Regions from separate parts of the Rattus norvegicus genome. Here region 2 is linked to region 1. The links are chromatin contacts, called in public Hi-C maps. All regions are on one chromosome and are shown on one strand. Each heading gives the region's core, a stretch centred on a gene start, on an enhancer-like site or on the middle of the called end of the contact. The rest is flanking DNA. Distances are from core to core; before and after follow the strand shown. Region 1 has its middle 15 kb from the start of Kcnj1. Region 2 has its middle 48 kb from the start of Fli1.

The links. Hi-C and Micro-C count contacts between places; a contact is called where the count stands out from the background.
Region 2: a Hi-C map of the Rat2 cell line shows a contact between it and region 1, with 8 times the contacts expected there. The contact joins two enhancer-like sites. A contact is called at or near these places in 6 of 12 Hi-C or Micro-C datasets (the A7r5 cell line, the Rat2 cell line, Schwann cells and 3 more).

What each region holds. Positions count from the first base shown.
Region 1 is chr8:39,073,995-39,078,859 of GRCr8, reverse strand. No RefSeq gene overlaps it. Among named protein-coding and RNA genes, the nearest start is that of Kcnj1, 15 kb to the right of the region's middle. Within about 2 kb of position 2,364, at least 4 of the 93 cell types and tissues checked have an H3K27ac peak or open chromatin away from gene starts, as enhancers often do.
Region 2 is chr8:39,254,318-39,259,182 of GRCr8, reverse strand. No RefSeq gene overlaps it. Among named protein-coding and RNA genes, the nearest start is that of Fli1, 48 kb to the right of the region's middle. Within about 2 kb of position 2,007, at least 1 of the 93 cell types and tissues checked has an H3K27ac peak or open chromatin away from gene starts, as enhancers often do.

The DNA.
Region 1 (4,865 bases), core at 1,115-3,614:
TTTCTTATAATCATTCTTAGGCCATGAACCCCCACTGTGTCATCTGCACCCAAGTTTAATCTTTCCACGAATGAAGCCTTGAGAATCCCAAGGGCACCTCACCGGAGGGAGAGCACCACAGTCTTGATGAAGCCCAGTGACATAGATTCAGCCCCAGCCTGGCCTAACCCACACATACAGCAAGTAAATCAGCCCGTCCCCTTTCCAGCCATCTTTGAGGATTAAGAACAGAGCATTAGGACAAGAGGAATGTTTTAGAGCAGCTCGGAGGCGTGGGTTAAGGGTTAAGGCAGGGAGAGTCTAGAATTAGTTTTTTTTCTGCTCATTGTTAGGCTCCACTGTGCAAACTCTGTCTCTCTTTGACAACCCAGCCAACCTGGCCACACAGAAACAAAGAACATCTTTACGCTGTTACAAGATGTCATGGGAGGTGGGTTCTTTGAGTTTTGAGGGACAGGCACTTGCTCAAGCTTTGTGGAGAATGTAGAACATATTATAAACCTTCCTTGGTATGGGCTGGGGAGGGAGCTCAGTGGTAAGATGCTTGCCCTACAAGCACAGGGAGCTGACTTTGATCCCCAGCACACACACACACACACACACACACACACACACACACACACACACCACATGAATGCACACACACACTATCCTTGCTAGACAGGAACCTTGAAATAATACCTATGGTTCCTCACCCAAATGGGGCTGTGGACTGGGCACCCTGACAAAGCCAAGACAGCCTCAACTGTGGCACCTCACAAGCTTTCTGGCCTCTGAGAGGTATTTGGTCTCTGCTCCTTCTTAAAATAGAGAATTGAGTTTTTTGAAAGTCTACCAATACTTTATTTTACAAAACAACTCCGTATCACCACCAGGTCTAGAGTACGATGTTGGAGGCTGGGGGAGAGTAGCTGGTTGCTGATTTTCATCTAATCCTTTAAAGACCCGTAAGGCAGTGTTTTCCATAGCGGAAGGCTCCAAAGCTCTGAGAGGACACGAGTAAGGGGACTTGGCTCCTGGCCTGCGCCTGTGCCCTCTGGGATATTTGAACGAGCAGCCCTTTCTGACCTTCTCTACCTGTGGACACCTGCACTGACATCTGCTCTCCAGAAACCGAGTACCCGGAAGGGGAGCTGTTCTCACCCAAAGCACTTCACGGTTTTCAAAGGGGGTCGCACACTAATATTTTACCCAGCAAGTCCTTTATTGTCCGTCACTCCCCAAGCTCCACAGAGCCTGGGTGTTGCCTGTTCTCTTCCCTGCTGAACCCCCCAGATGTGACCCAACGTAATTGTGAACATGCATTCCTTGTTAATATTATTCTTGTTTGAGACAGGCCCTGCTAGTCTTGAGCTCTAGCTTGCCTCATTCTCAAACCTTCAAACTAATAGTTCTCTAATGAGCGAAGCCCTTTAGCTGCTTAGAAGGCACTTCTGGGTAGCTCAGTTCTTTCCTAGGGGCCTGCATAGATGCGGGTTTGGAGAACAGAGGCAGAGGTGGCTGTTTCAGAGTTTCTAGAAGCTACCTTTGTAGTAACATTTAGCCTGCCAAAATAAAGGCTTCCAGTTGGTTTTATTTTAAAAGGTTCCTGGAAGGCCCCAGCGCCTCATCAAGCAGCACCCCCTTGAGGTCAGAGCTGCCCCACCTGGCAGACCAGACCTCAGCTCCCTCCTGACCACCCAGGCCCAGTCTCCCTGCCCCTCCCGCGGCCCCTACCCATGTCCCTGCTCCAGCCCTCCGTGAATCCAGCCTATTTAAAATGCCCTTTGAAAAGGGCTCTGTTTGGGTGAGTTCTTGGGCTCTCCTAGAGAGCAGCAGATTATCTGAAAATAGGTGTTATTGATTACAACCAGGTGGTCTTTGTGGAAAGGGGGCCACTCGAACCAAAATAAATATTTGCCAGCACAAAGAACAAGCTGGCCCCTGTTGCGGGCGGGGGGCGGGGCTGTGGCCGTCGGCAGTGCCCTGTCGGCCTGTGGGTCGGCGGCCGGGATTGTGTTTCTTCAATTAGGAGCGAGGCACGGGGGCGGGGGCACAAAGGCCCCCCAGCCTCCCACGCCCGGCCTCGAAGCCTGCGCCATTGTATTTGTTTTGGCTTTCTGGCGCACTCCTTAGTATTTATTTCCCTCTGTTTTATTTTTATTTTCAAATTGCCGGCCAGGCTGGATGCCGTCCATTCACCCCGCTGCCTTGGACCGCCGGGCGCAGACTGCCGGAGCCTGCTCGCTGGATCCCTCCGCTCGCTCGCCTCCTGCACCCGGGGTCCAGGCGCTATCCGTGGAGCGGGATCTGGCTGGGCGACCGCGCAGGGGCAGCTGGGGGCACAGCCCCAGGCTAGGGAGGGTGTGGGGCAAGGCTGAAGGACAGTGAGTGGGAGGAGGTCTGGGTGTGGGCTGGGGCGGCTGGGGCTATAGGGGTCCCACGCCAACTGGCAGTGATGATAGAGTTTTCTCGAAAGGATGCTAATTCAGTGTGAGATCTGGAGGTCAGTTCAGGAGATGGCTGAAACCTCCCTGAGGTCCTATTTGCATTTCGCCTGACTTCCGCCTAGGGTAGAGCAGACGTCTCTGTCCAGGGGAGCTCCTGGGTTTACTGTGTAAGGGGTCATCATTAAACTAGGAAAGGAAAGGTTTGGGGAACCCTTATCTGGCAGCCAGAAGGAGTTGTCTGGTGCCAAGGGTGGAAGGGTGAAGCCTAGGAAGGATGTGTGACAAAGGGAGCCAGAGAGGAGAGAGGCAAGGCAACCCCCCAAAAAGAGATGGTGTGAACCACACGTGTCAAGGTCAGGAGTAAGAGCAGAGGTGTTAGAGTTAGGAGAGAGGGGGCAGGAGAGGGAGGGGAGGGAGGGAGAGAGAGAAAGAGGGATAGTGGGAGGGAGGGAGGGAGGGAGGGAGGGAGGGAGGGAGGGAGGGAGGGAACTAGCGCATGCGCGCTCCAGAGCTTCTGTGGCTTTGTGTTAGAGATTTGGTGCCTCCTCCCTCATCTACAAGTTACAAACCCCTTCTCCCCACCCCAGCCATTGCTTGGCCGAAGAACACATTCCTAGCCTTGGCATCTGCCCTTGAGCCAGTGGCCTTTTTGTTAGTGGGATCAGAAAAGTGTTGTGAAGGAGCAATCCATAATTTACTTAAAGCCCTCTGTGCTTCTGTATTTCCCTGTCAGCTCTTCCCTCTCCTTCCCAAATCGTACCATTACGTCTAACATAGCTCTTCAAGCAACGCACTCCCTGCCAGCCTTGTAGAGACAGCATGGTTTTCCAACGACTAGAAAGAAACCCAGGATATGGCAGGACATGTGCAGTTGCAGTTTCACCATCATGCTGTATACACAGCATCTTGAGGAGGAACAGCTGGTCACGGGTGGGGGTGGGGGTGGGGTGAGGGTAGGGATGAGGATGGGGGAGGGGGCTAGCATCTCAGGGTGAGGATGCTTCAGGACTCAGGAGCAGAAAGTGTGCAGCCAAAGTGGAGAGATTAGCAGATGTAGCCTTGAGCAGAGCAAACCCAGGTTAATAGGGATGGGATGACTCAGTGGATCTTTGTAACCTCGCTTCTTCCATCAACCTTCAAGGACCCTGGATAACAACCACGTGTAGACACTTTCAAACTGGACACGAATGTAAGGACATTCGGTCCATTGGTTCCATCAGGCAGTAAACTTTTAGCTGATACCTTTGTCTTTAGAACCTTCTAGGACTTCTGAAGACCCTAGTCCCAGAAGTCTACAGAGGGGCCCAAGCATAGTGTATTCACGACAAGCTCTTGGGGTGGTCATGGGCTTGGCAAGGCCCGACACAGAAACTAACACCCCAGTAGTGTCCTGCTAAAGTTTAACAGCAGGGCCTTGAAGAGAGCAAGGGTGGAGGGATGTGAATGTTGTAATTTCCAGGGCGTGTTTCACCACTGTGGACATCTGGGTACAGATGTGACACCTCTGAATGCAGATCTGTGGAGAGATACCCCCATTCAGCTCTCGTACTCCCAAAACTCTTCTCAGAGACGCACGGAGAGGAAGTGGCACAGCCCCATGGGAATAGAACCAGGACAGGAGCCATACCCCGGGCTCTGATGCTGCACGGAACTGCTTCCCCTTCCTAGCATTAGGTTCTTGGAGGCAGCTTTCCTGAACTGGGTCCTTCTCTATCCAATTGCCCCTTCTAGCTTTTCCTGATGTCTGTACCGCCACTGGAATTCCTACTAATAATAAAGACAAAGGAGAAGTGTGTGGGTCATAGTCTTCTATGTTCATTCTCCGTGAAGTGAGTTCCGGAAGGTGGGGCTCACGATGATTGCCTTCTTCATAGCCGTTTCTCTCTAGTCTCAGAACCACCGCCTTCCAAAGCATACTGCATGAATGACTAGATGAATGAATGAATGAATGAATGAATGAGTGATTGAACAAATGAGTGAGTTTGTGGCTACTTTGGAGTCTTTGTATAAATACACATATGAATATATATAGAGACAGATAAAGATATGACATTTATAATCCCAAAATATAAAATGTAAGTGAAAATGTTTATATTTTTCCAATTTGTATTTCTTTCACTTGACATTTCGAAGATATAAAAAGCATTCCTTTTTATATTTATTTGTGTTCTTGATGAAGGTCTTACTTCTTAATGTCCAGGTTGATCTTGAACTCCTGGGCTCAAGGGATGCTCCTTTCTCAGCCTTCCGCGTTACTGGGACCACAGTTTCGAGTTCTCCGTGTGTTAAACATAGCTACGCTATGCTATCCTCTCATATCCTGGACTTTGCACACATCTCCCTTTCTGGAACACAGAGTTCTCTTGATCCTTGCCTCTGTTTCCCCAGTTTGTCCACTACTTACTGCCCTCCTGCCCATGTCCCAGGCTTCCTCTT
Region 2 (4,865 bases), core at 758-3,257, 180 kb before region 1:
GTATCTTTCTCTATAAAGTAGATTGAGCAAAACAAAGGGAAAACCACAGGTTGCAGTAACCTTGACTTCTGACAAAGTCCTCTGGTTCCTGCAGTAGAGGGAGTTTGTTTTTAAGATCTGCTTTTTCATAAAGATAAAAGTCTCAGCAGTTAGGGGTTCAGCCCTTTGAGTTTGTCTTTTTTCATGCTGTGAAATTTCATATTGGACTGTGGAGTTCGTGAGCCTGGAACTTGAAGAACATGGCTCAATGGCGCCCTCTTAAGGCCAACAAGGAGAGGTACAGGACAAAAGGATATGGTGCCCGCAGCCCCCCATGCCTGGCCGACGAGGACAAGTTTCCATCTAGGCAGGATCCACTCCCTGTGTAACAAAACCAAATGGTTGTATTGTTAATCCAGTCCAGCCACACCACGCTGATGTGGGTGTGCCCGCCACACAGTTGAATAGGGGTTGGGCTTATGCATAAAACAGGCCTTGGAATCAAGTCCCACACGGGGTTGTCACTTAGCCTCTGACTCAATTTCTCTCTTTACATAATATAAAATTTAAGATATGGCCATCTTTTGCTCTCTCTAGGAAATTGGTTCCAGGACCCCCTCTCAAAGAGTAGAGTCCATACAGGCTCCAAATGCTTTAAACAACATAACTATTGTGTAGGTAACTGTTACACAGTTGTGTTTAGAGAACTATAACGACACACCCAGTTACTACAGATAAAGTATCCAAGACCAGACTAGAGTGTATGGAGCCATGTCTTGGGGGAAAGGGTTGTCTTTTTTTTTTCTTTACTGCCTTGCCATTTATTTGCTCTCGCCATGCACCATAGTATTTAATCCTTACAGACCCTGTGATTTGTGGTGTGTTATTATCAGCTTTGTAACAACAAGAAAACGGGCCTAGGGTGAGTTAATAATTACCCCGTCTCATAGCTGACAAGGCTGGAGACCAGGTGGTATGGCCTGGAGACCCAATAACCCTGCGCACTGGGACTCCTGCTCACTGACAGACTGTACTTGTGCTGGGAGAGCAAAGAAGATACAGTGTGGCTGGCCCTACAATTAATAGGGACTTGAGTTAGACTCTCGTTCTCGGTATATCCAGAAGAGGCAGGTCCCTGGTTTTATCTGTGCTGTCTCATGTGATAGGAATTCCTCCGTCGATCAAGGTAGTCAATGTTTCATGGTAAGTATCTGCTGTGTTCGATTGCTCTATTTAGTTGTCAAAAATAGTTAGGATATTTTTCCACACCTTAGCCACTATCAATAATGTCGCAGGAGACAGGAGAATGCAGTCCAGGATGCTGATGTCAGCTCATCTAAGAAAAGACTCTGAAGCAGATCCCTGGGTCACCAGTGGTTTTAGGTTGCCATGGTAGCTGTATCTTTCTGCATCCCCATCCACAGTGCGAAGGTTCCATTTCCCCAAACCCTCTCCAATGTTTATTCTTGTTTTGATAATGCCGTCTGACAGATGCATGGTATTTTCTCACCGTGGGGGAAGAATACAGGAATGAAATGTCATATTGACAGTGAAAAAAGCCAGTAAATGATATTTGGACAGTCTGCATGTTGTCCAAATCTGACTTTTATATATAGATATATAGATATGGATACTGCAAATCCTAATCCTTAGTATTCTTTTTTTATTCAAAATTCTTTATTGTTGATATTTACCTTCAAAGTTGGAGGGGGAAATGAGTTCAGAAAGCACTTCCCAACTACATGTGCTATATGCATGTTACTTAAAAATAAGTCCCTCTAGGCACGGTGCGTTTTTAAGAAAAGGCCAAGTAAGTTTGGGATAAGAGGACAGAGCTGAAAACCTGTCTTCTTTGGGAGAGGGGAAGCTACATTCAAAGGGCATTTTTTTTTCTTCAAAAAGAGACCTCGCAGAACAGAAAAGTTCACGAGCAAGGACCTCCCTTCAGCCAAAGGCCTCTCCTCCTGCAGGCTCCATCACTTGACAGCAGAGACACGAACTCTGCTTTGTAGCGACCCCTGCTGGCCGGATGCAGGTGGTACAAGGTGGCTAACTACGCGTTTGTCCTGAGGTACTGCTATTTAAGACAGGCTAGCGGATAGGCAGCCCCTCCTAGTCTCTTCTGCCTTGAGTTCTGGACTATCGTGAGTTAAGAGACATCTTCCTGGTCGCCCAGCCTTTTGCCTAGAAGCTGCTGAGGACCGAGATGGGCAGACACGAACCGCATCCCCTAGACACTCAGAGATGACTGCAGAAGAGAAGCTGGCACAAGGGTGCAGGTTAGAGAGTGACGTCACGGCAGAGAAAGGCCCTGTGTAGAAGTACTAGAAGGTTGGCAGAAGAGGCGCTGTATGAGCTTCTCTGAGCACTGGAGCAGAGGTCTAGGGAGGACGCGTGTACTACGGGCACAGGGTTCAGTCCGAGGTGGGAGCAGTGGGGTGGGAAGGGTTTGTCTGCGCTGCTAAGGCTCCTCCTCCTGGTAACACGCAAAGCAGAGCTCTCTTTTTCCATAAGGAACACTAGTGAAGTGGGCTTCCAGAACTCTCACCAAGGAAGAGGCTGGGCACGCCCCTCCTCTTTGCCGAAGACTGTTGGGTGTAAAGATGATTACAAAGGCTGCCTAGGGAAGCCTGTAAGGACTTTTCGTCTAAAGTCCATGGAGTATCTCTGTCCCCACCCCATGGGATTTTGAGTCTCACTAGACTCCAATTCAGAGGTGACTTAACAACCAAGCAAAGACCAAGCAAACGAAAACTAGAATGTTACAAGTGGTGTTCCTCAGTTCTTCTTCGAAGCATGTAAAGTGTTTGAGGGTAGCTAATGTTCATCAGCCATATTGGATGACCCTTGTGGTTGACAGTTGAGGCAGAGGAGAAGTGACAAGTGTCAGAGGAGAGTCTTGGACCTCTTTCCAGCATCTCTGTTACTTTCAAATGTCCATAACAATGTGCCCAGATGGAAACACCAAGCTGTGCCTCAGCTCAAATAAGATCTGACCATAGGAGCCTGGCAAATCCTTAACTGTGTTAAGGAGCCAGGGCACTGCTCTTGACTACGGTGGAGCTGGGCTCAGCCTCTTGTCACCTGGATAGACAGTGTGAACACAGAGGAAAGTAAACGGCCCCTTCCACATCAAGGACCAATACAGAAGTACTAGTGTTTTCCTCCAAACCTCTGCAGCTGGGAAATTAGACAAAGTCTAGAACTCCCCAAGCTAACCATTTGCCCTCTAAACACTACCTGACTTTCACAAGCCCAGGGGGAAGTCAAGCAGCCTCCTGGCCTCAAAATCCCAGTATGTTCAAGGACTCCAAGCAAGGAAACATGATCTTCTCTGGACCCCCTTTCCCCAGATCTCTCGAATGCTGACCTGGTAGCCCAGGGGTAGACCAAAGCCAAAGCTTTTGATAGTCTTCTCTCTTGGAAGACAGGAGAAATGGGTTTCCCTGTGATCCTGGGGGTCCAGCCTCAAAGACATTTGTTAGAAAGACGTGGGGCCCTCTTGTCAGAAGCTGAATGGGAAGGAAGCAAGAAAAGATGTAGACATTCAAAGACAATCCCGAGAGTGCCAGTCTTCTGGTTAAATGGGAATGAGGAACTCTGGAGGTCCTTGGACTGGAAGGGCAGACGGGAGCTGGAAGCAAGTGGGGGGAGTTTAATCAAGACAGTAAGGGGCATGGAAGAAAGATCCAACTGAAAAGAAGCTGGGGAGGGAGCGGATGAGAAGACACGGGTGCCAGCTGAGTTAGGAAACCAGGCATTTCGGGAATAAAACTGTAGTTTTGGAAAAAGTCAGTGTAGTTCAAAGCTCCATTTATCGTGACTCTGCATCCTAAAGTGTGGGACCAAAGGCAGCAATGAGCAGTGGACAGCTGGGCTTCGGGGTTCGATTCGCTGGTCATGTGAAAAGTCCATTACACACACACACACACACACACACACACACACACAAGTTGGGTGGGGAGTGTAGAACAGTGTACTGCTCAATTGAGAAAGGTGAACACAGACACTCAAGGGTTGGCAATGCCGTTCAGACCACTGCCAGTTGAACGAAGCACAGAGGGTGGGGCTAGGAACAGACTGGCAGCCAAAGCAGAGCAGAGAAGCCAGAGACTCAGAACCATCTGTGAGATGAACTGAACTACTCAGCCGGGAGAACACAAGAGGCCACTGGGATGTGGGGCACTGGCTACTGAGAGCGAGTTCTCAGTGAGTGTCCAGGTTGTTTGTGTGGTGCTGGAGCGGGGGCGGGGCGTGCATTACAGCAGGAGGCCAAGCCTGGGTGAAGGGCTCATAGGATAGGGCAAGCATTACAGATCGAGCTCGGCCAGGCTCACACAACCAAGTAGTAAAGGAACATTCAATAGAAGCCCAGGTTACCTCAGCTGATGAGCAAATGCAGCTTGTGGTAGAGGAGGGGTGGGAGCTCATCATCTCAAGTGTGGAGGCAGAATTCTTTGATCTCAGGGGGATGAATATCAGTATTTTCTCCTGAGACAGGGCCTCCCTCAGATTAGATGATTCCTCCCATCAGCCTGTCAAGAGAGAGCTACGGACTGACCAGTTCATCCCGTCTAAAAACTATTTGCACTACACCATCCAGATTGGAGACTGACCAGACAACTTCATAACACCTTACAGCCCAGCTGACCTGATAGAGAAAACTCACCATCATAAGTATCCTTCAAAGAGGCAGAGAACAAAGAAGGGCGAGAAGAAGAGTCCACTGCCACAGACAAATAATAAACACAATCAGTTTAAAGGATACCACCCCTGTTGTCTCCCAGTTGAAAGGTGTCAGTGCATAGCCAGTGGTCTATTGCATTGTGACCCCGTGAGTCAATACGGGCAGTGAAGTTGGAACAAGGCTGCTCACTTCATACTAG